Regions from separate parts of the Gossypium hirsutum genome. Here region 2 is linked to region 1. A link is a contact called in public Hi-C data. All regions are on one chromosome and are shown on one strand. The core of a region is the stretch at or near the end of the contact, and the rest is flanking DNA. Distances in the headings are between cores, read along the strand shown. Region 1 holds the start of LOC107954255 (importin subunit alpha-1). Region 2 has its middle 17 kb from the start of LOC107954355.

Region 1 (4,277 bases), core at 68-2,567:
GCGACATTTAGGTGAGTCTCCGGAAACATTTCCTAAGGCCCAAACAACCTATAATTCCAAAAAGAAAATGATAACCCGTATTAGAATGCAACTAAACTGTATTAATAAAAATAAGGTTACTTGCGGACTGCAATATCTACCTGCTCGCGTACATCATCGGCTGGAGATGCAAGAAGTTTAACAAATACAGGGACAGCTCCATGATCAATTACAACTTTGGTATAGTCTGACGTCCCTGCGGCAATATTCGTGAGAGCCCAAGCTGCCTCAAACTACAACCCACAAGATTGCATATAAACAGTTAAACCATAAAACAGCCAAAACATTACCAAAGAGATTGAGCAAAATCCTAATAACTTCAGTATCAAAATATCAAACCTGAAGCTGTGGGAAGTCATCCCTAGCAAGAAACTCAACAAAGCGAGGAACAACACCTGATTGTACAACTTCATTGATTGGAGGACCATGATCTGAAGATAAATTAAGAGCAAGTAATAACTTCTAAATGCAAAATTAAAAGTGAGTTGCAACAAGAAAAAATAGAAAAACAAAATATCGACCTATTGATAGTAGCTTCTGGAACTGAGTGGTCGCCTCAAGCTGGGCATTCCTGTCATCTGACCAAAGGCCAGCAACCATAGCCGGAAGACTTTCTAACTGCAATTAGATTACAATTAGATTATAAACACGTCAAAATCATGTTTGATTCAATAGTAAAAGAGCAAATAGTCCTATCCATTCTTTATAGGCTTACTAAAACGAATAAGTTCAACATGCATTTCAGTTCATGTCAGTAACACAAATTGACCTACTCCTAATCAGCAACTTTATAACACCAGTAACACTAATAACATTTTTTATCTAATTACAGAAATTGAAGTAAGACAATAAGTTGAACCTAATTATCAATCATGACCCGATGGATCAAATCAATTGATCAGTTGAATGTACTACATTTTTCTCGGAATCGGCAGTTGAAGAGAGCAACTGTTGTTGCTGCGGTTGTTGTTGAGCGAGAAGTCCTTCGCGGCGTTTCTTAAGAAGGTTCTCTTCTCTCTTGTTCTTTCGAATCTCAACCATGTTGTCTTCTCTCCTCCGGCGACCTTCCTCCGCATCAACCGTCACCTTGTACCTGTTCCTTCGAACCTCGGCCCTCGCGCTCGGTCTTAGAGACATCTCCTCTTATTCTTTGTTTTTTCTCTTTCAAATCGGATCGAACCGCCGATTAAATTGCAGGTAGAATACGTTGTACTACTTGGGATAGATTATTTGAGAAAATGAGAAGACAGAGAGAGTGGCGCCAGTTTTGGAAGCGAGTGAAAGAGAGGGAAAGGAGATTGTATTGATGGGCCTTGAGTCAGGATACTGATAATTGGGCTTTGAGTTTGATGGAATGATAATTGGGGATAAGTAATATTTAGTCCTTCAATTTGACAATATTTTTCAATTTGATCATTATAAATCTTTTTATCCAAACGAATTTAGATCCCCTCACACAATTGGTTTTAAAATAGAGGACGAATCGAAGTGAATATATTTGGTCAAAATTAATTTAATTTGAAAATATTAATTTTAATTTAAGAAAGAAGGAAAAGAAATATACGAGTTTGGTTGGTTGTAATCACCAATCAAGTCACGCATAATATTATAAATGAATCATTTTAGTCCTTATATTATTAAAAATAATAAAATAAATCCAAATTATGCTAGGGTAATATTTTCTATATAAAAAATATCTTCAAAATTATTTTTTTTCAAATGATGTAATCCAAGCAGCAGGGGTAATGGCATTCGTCCTTGAAATGGTAAAATAATGTTTTTAATCCTTTTAAAATTTTAAAATTATAAGTTAATATACGATAAAATTTTACTTTGCCCTTTAAATGATGAAATTTTAAATTAATCTCTTAAAAAAATTTAAAATAATAATTATATACAATGATAAATTATATTTTGATCTTGTTAAAAATTTATTATTTAATATTGACCTCTAAAATAATTTTTTGACTCCAGCTTTATGGATATGGAAAATATTTAAAAACTAAAGATAAATTTAAAATGATACATCGAGATACACCGATTGCATACATGCTATGGAATGGGGCTTTGAGCTCTGCCACTGCATAAAGGTAAGATTTAAGTGCATAAGAAATCTTTGTTTCTATTGTTGTTCAATGGTTTTCTGCGGGTAAATAGAATAGGCGGAAAACTGCAAGCTTGAAGAACTCTACCTACTGCTGAACAACTGTATCATAAATAATACATTTTCGGATATTGATGGACATTCAATTTGTTATATTTTAGTTTGGATATTCTGATTATTATGTGCGAAGTAGATGTGGATACCTAGGAAAACTTTTGATATGTTAAATGTGTTTGTGTATCAGTGTATGTTGCATCACTTGTAAACACTTCAATATCGATAAGTTTTTGTATTGGCATGGATGGATGCTTTCCCCCTAACTACATGGGATTCGTTGGAGTTGGAAAAAGAAAAAGATTGCCTATGAGGCTTAAGAAAAGTGGGTTGGGATGGAGACAAGACCATTTTTTTTATCAATAATTGGGACATCCTCATTTCTCCTAAATAGGGAAAAGGGCATTATCAAACAAGAAAGCTTTATGCTTGTGGACTGCGGCTTCCCCCTATTCATATTGTGCGACAAAACATTTAGTCCAAAAGATAGAAACAGATCTGATCACATTGGTGAAGCTAAGGGACACTATTGGCCTAGGCGTCTTGTGTTTCATTATGACTCTCACTAGGATTTACCACCCACCAAAGTGAAATTCTTCGGGTTTTTTTATAAAATTAATACAAAAACTTACGAAATTGGTATTATGCCTCCATTATTTACAAAAGGTGTTTTCTTTTTACATTAAACATGAGTGTTGCCACACTCTCAAACAACACCAGCCGTGATTTCCTCACCCTTGCTGCCATCAATCCCGATGATGAAGAGAAAATATTTTTTAATTGGTGCCGCCAAGTAGTTAGGAGACACCGACAAAAATACGATTTTTTAATAGAAAACAACTAGTATACAAATATAAAGAAAAATATTTTTTTATAGTGGTGTCGTCTGACACATTGACGGCACTGGTTGGTTTTTTTTAAAATATGGTTGACAAAAAAAATAAAAGGTTGACATAGAATAAAAAAACAAGTTATGTAAGATGGCATTGCCAAGTAGTGAAGAAACACTGGTTTGAAATCTAAAAAAATTTAACCGTTTTGAGAAAGAAAAAGAAATTGTTTTTAATGGGTGGTGCCTGTCAGTGTGGCGGCACCAATATCCTATATATACCCCTCCCACGACCAAAAAAACAAATTTTTATTGTTTATGGTTTCAACAAATAAAACGGGAGAGAAAAAAAAGGGTTGTTAAAAATTAAAATTGAATATCAACAATATTTGTTTTTCATTTGAGAATTCAAGATCTTTTTTACCTTAGAAATCAAGTTTGAATTAATAATGTTAGTTTGTAATTATTTTTATGTTTTTTTAATTTATTTTACTATTATGTATGATTATGTGACTGTATATTGATAATTAATAGTATTAGATGCAAGTTATATTATTTGATAAAAACTTCTTTTTGTTGCTTTAAAATGGTATGACTTGTTTAGTATTGAAGATGAATAATCAATTTTTCGTATACGTCCATTTCGATGGAGTAATTTTCCAAACAATAATTGGTTGTATATTTGAATCATGCCATCAAATAGGGATGAGGTTTAACACGAGTGTAAAACTTGTTGAAATGAAATAAAAGATTAGTGTGGAAATTGCTATAATTTTGGGAGGAGGATTGTTGGAAAAAACCTAATTTGAAAACAGTTTTCTTACACAACTGAAACAGGCGGTGCAACTACGGGAGGTTCTAGACGTTTCAGTACTCGTGTTCACACATTGATACAGCTTGTGCATGGGCCAATGTTGATTGTGAGCAATATATCGATGAGGTGTACACTTTGAAATGCATGTTACATATTTGGGGAAATGAGTTCCCCACCTTTAAGGATATCTCGACATAGGAAGCTCCTTCGCCTACATTCGAGTTGCTCCCAAACCCGGGGCTACATAAGGTACCCAAGGGTCGGACGTAAGTCAGCAAGATTCAAAATGACATGGACTTGAGGGAGAAAGACAAACCCAAACGTTGTGGTCTTTGCAGGACTATTGGCCACAGTAGAAACAAGTGCCCGTATCGAAACTTCCATTTTGGACAATCATCACAGTCAAGACAAATATAAATTTATGTACCCGATGTTCA
Region 2 (4,088 bases), core at 1,164-3,663, 180 kb after region 1:
TAGTTTCAATTATCTAACCATCTAAATAAAAAAAGGGCTAATATGTTAAAAATATTAATTAAAAAAAAACTTGAAGCAACATGAAATAAAAAAACATAAATTTGAGTAGGAGAGAAATTGAACTCAAGACTCTAAGATGTAATTGTAACTATCTAACTATCGAAGTAACTAATATATTAAAAAATTAATTAAAAATTTAAAAAGCTTGAAACAACATAAAATAAAAATTACAAATGTGAGTAGGAAAAGAATCAAACCCCAGACTCAAGGATAAAAATATTAATATTTAACCATCTAACCAAAGCTAAAAGCACATCCAATTAGAAGCGTTTTCCTGTAAAATCAATTGAAAATACGTTCAGTTTGACACGTTTTTACACACTCTCTCTAAAATAGACTTATTTCAATAAATTTTAAAAAAGAAAGGCTTAATCTCATGATTTTCCCCAAAAACCGGTATATTAAGAAATTCACCCTATCGAGTGACGATGGAATTGCAGTGGAAAAATGAGAAAATAAAAATAAATTATGAAACGTGGGGGAGTTTGATTGATGGAAGGAAATGAAGAAAAAGACTTTGCTTGATGATGAAATGACAGAAATGGAGAGAGTCCGTTTTTAACAAATATATATATATATATATATATTAATTTTTAAATTTTTTATTTATTTCTTAAGTTACTTACTGGAGCGACCCCAATAATTAATTTTCTGCATTCTGTAAGCTCATTAAAAAATTTTAATTTTAATATAATTGATAATAATGCTTTTTAAAAGATTTTCAGTAAAAATAAAAAGAGTAGATCACGTCCCACATTTGTATGCTTTAAGTATTTATTTAAGTAAAAAAAATTTAGGTAATAAAATAGAAAAACGATATATTTTAAGGGTTAAGTCGTGAATTAAGTTTATAATATTTAATCTATTGTTTTTAATAGTTATAATGTATTGTTACAATAATTTATTTTACCGTTGTCACTACGTTTTTATCTAAATACATATTTTACTTTTAATTTTAAATTTATAGTTACAATATTTAATTTCACCACTATAATAATTAATTTTTTTAATTTTAATTGTATCAAAATTAATGTCAATGACCTTCCAAAGGAATGCTTAATACGTTCATGACACAAGTATTAACGTTGTATATTGTATGTGAGTTGGTTTGCCTGTATTAAATCACATAATTATGCAGCATATAAACCTAATTGAACTCATTTATTATATTATTCATGTTTAAACAAATCAGTTATATCTAAATGTGATATCTGTTGTCTATCATGTCATATGATTTATATAATATACGCCTTAATGTAACACAATTTAGAATTCAATGCTTGAGTAATTCCTAACCTATTCTTTTTGAAAAAGATTTTAACTTGTTAGCGAAAATTAGTTTATTTTATCAACGGGATTATATAATTCGAAGAAAAAAAAACAGGTTGATAAGTTTCGTCATCATAACAAAGACTTCAACCTAACATTAGTAGTACATTATGACATATTAACGACCGACTCTGTGACAACTCAAGCACGACATAGCTGAAGTGATTGCAAGCATTTAACACGATAAGGAAATTAACCCTAGATGGTCCAAAGCGGCAGGCAAAATCTGCAAACGAACCAAGCATCCACCAAGTTAGAGAGGACCGCGACAAAACTATTCTTAAAATCACTTGCAAAAACAAGACTATATGCATAAGTAAGACTAAAAAACTTGTACAATACAAGACAAAAACTTCCAAAAGTGAAGATTTATTAAACAATGAAAAAGAAAACAAAAAAAAACTTGTAGTACTTAAGACAACAAGAGTCCAAATCGATTCGTGAAATCATTTATTATTTTGAAATACTCTCAAAACATAAACATATTAAGAAGCCAACAAAGAGCCACCATTTGAATATCTACGACCAACCAACTTTTCAAGAAAAAGTGTTGGTGGTCAGTGGAGGTTCACAAAACATATCTGTAGAATGAAAAAAAAAAGGCATGTGGAGTGAATGAGGACAAAGAAAGAGAGGGTTGATGGGAGAAAGGGAGAAAAAGGTGGGTGGTAGCCTGCCCAAGAATAGCACTATTGCTAGATAAAACAAAGGAGAAAAGCAGCCTTAAAAAAACTTAAGTGTTCTTTTTTTTTTAATGTTTTACTATATCTCTATACGACACTTATCACTCTCTAACTTTGCTTGTACCAAATAATTTCCTTATATATTTTTGTATCATTCCTGTTCGGTAATATATTTTTTAAAATTTTGTAAATTTTGGATATGAGATTTGATCCAAATTTTCTCAAAGGTGTAGTGGGCTGGACTTTAAACTCCAAAATTTTTGGTAGGTGGAACAGAGGATTAAGGAAGACGTCAGAATATTTTGGGCCACACCCTTTAAATGAGGATCTATCTGAAAAGCCCAGCGCAAACTTTTTGATCAATTATTTTAAGCTCCCACATCAAGAAAGCTACCCTACGTGGTCACAAATATAAAGTCACCATTCTTTATAAAAGTCACATTTTATGATAATAATCAGATTTGTTATAAAATTATTTTTTATTTTTTATTTTTACCATTTATAATAGAATTTTATCTCAAATTTAGTAAAGTTACTTTTATTCTGAAGTGAAATAAAAATAAAATATTATTTTAATAAAATGCTTAAATTTTATATTAAAAAAAACTACTAATCATATTTTATAAAATAAAAATAAATTTTAATAAATAAAATTACATTTGTAAATTTTATTAAAAATATAGTCTAAATCTCACTAATTAATATTATTAATATATTATAATTTTTTAAAATAAAATATAATTTAAATTTCGTAAGTGTACAACAATCACATTTCTATACCATCTAAAATTTTAACATATAAAAAGAATTGACGTACCTCTTTATTCGAAAATTGCTACGTGTGAAATCAAATGTTAGAAGCCCTAAAAGTTGAACCTATCATGGCACAAATCTTTTTTTGTCATAGTCCAATGGTAATTATGAAAGCCTAACCAAAATGAGGACTTAGTTAAGTGTATATTCTCCCTCCTAATAGAATTTCAATAACTAGACCAACTAACAAAAAATAAACTATGGCCAGAACTAAGTAGCCATATTATCAAATTTCACCTGTAAAAGATTGTAACCAATATCAATAATGTCAAACTTGTGGTTGGTATTCCATAGACCTTGAAAATGCAAGATCAAAAGAAAACGGTTTATAGAATCTATTTGTCCACACGAAACAAATTAATGATGAATGATCTTCGGAACAATCTTTCAACTCCTAATAGCCTCCTTGCTGAGGGGGAAATAAGAAAAGGCGGTGGAAGACAACGGTTCACATGGTAATGAGGGGCTGAGAGTCGCATGGTAAGAAAAGGCGGTGTTAGATTGCCTATCTTGTCATGGTAACCTGCTAGATAGATGGTGATGTGAATGATGTATATAATAAGTCATGGGCTGGTATAACAATAATGAAGCAAACGCCCATAGTTAATATTTCTCTTGCAAGACCATGGGCTCCATTACTTTCTTGTGTGGCCCAACTACATTCCAAAATGTACAAATAATATTTAGTATTATAACAAAAAAAAAATTGTCACTAAAGGTAGTTTTGTTTCGCGTAAAAAATTTAACGGAAAATATTTTCAATTTTTTTATATTTGTTTCATATAAAATATGATGGTTAACATAAAATTATCCCATTATTCACGTAAAATGTTTTATCAAAATTTTTCAATAAAACATTTTTCAAACTGACAATGCTTTGTTTATCAAAATGTCTTCGGACATTTTCCAATCGACGTTAACTACAAATTAACATAAAACATATAAAACTATAATAATCAACCAATTCATATTTAATTATCAATTTATACAAATTTTGCAATTTATTCAATTTTGTCCCTAAAATTGAGACTAACATAACATTCCATTTAAAGCTTCAAATTGAATTACGATTTCACTATTATACATTAGGGACCTCCTATTTCTTATTTTTACAGTCAATTTTATACTTTATTCAGTTTAGCCTCTAATGTACGAAACTTTCAATTAAGCTTTACAATCTAGTCCTTTCTCACATCTAAGCTT

Evidence for each region. A called contact is a pair of places that touch in the nucleus more often than the background predicts.
Region 2: a contact with region 1 is called in a Hi-C map of leaf, with 2.6 times the contacts expected there. The contact joins the enhancer-like site here to the promoter of LOC107954255 in region 1. A contact is called at or near these places in 4 of 34 Hi-C or Micro-C datasets (callus and leaf).

What each region holds. Positions count from the first base shown.
Region 1 is chrD07:20,382,205-20,386,481 of Gossypium_hirsutum_v2.1, forward strand. LOC107954255 (importin subunit alpha-1) reads right to left here and starts at 1,318. Exons shown (of 12, transcript XR_005915727.1): 1 at 955-1,318; 2 at 561-657; 3 at 379-470; 4 at 141-272; 5 at 1-48.
Region 2 is chrD07:20,557,733-20,561,820 of Gossypium_hirsutum_v2.1, forward strand. No RefSeq gene overlaps it. Among protein-coding and RNA genes, the nearest start is that of LOC107954355, 17 kb to the left of the region's middle. Within about 2 kb of position 2,414, at least 3 of the 9 cell types and tissues checked have an H3K27ac peak or open chromatin away from gene starts, as enhancers often do. A contact at or near this core is called in leaf, where this site is marked.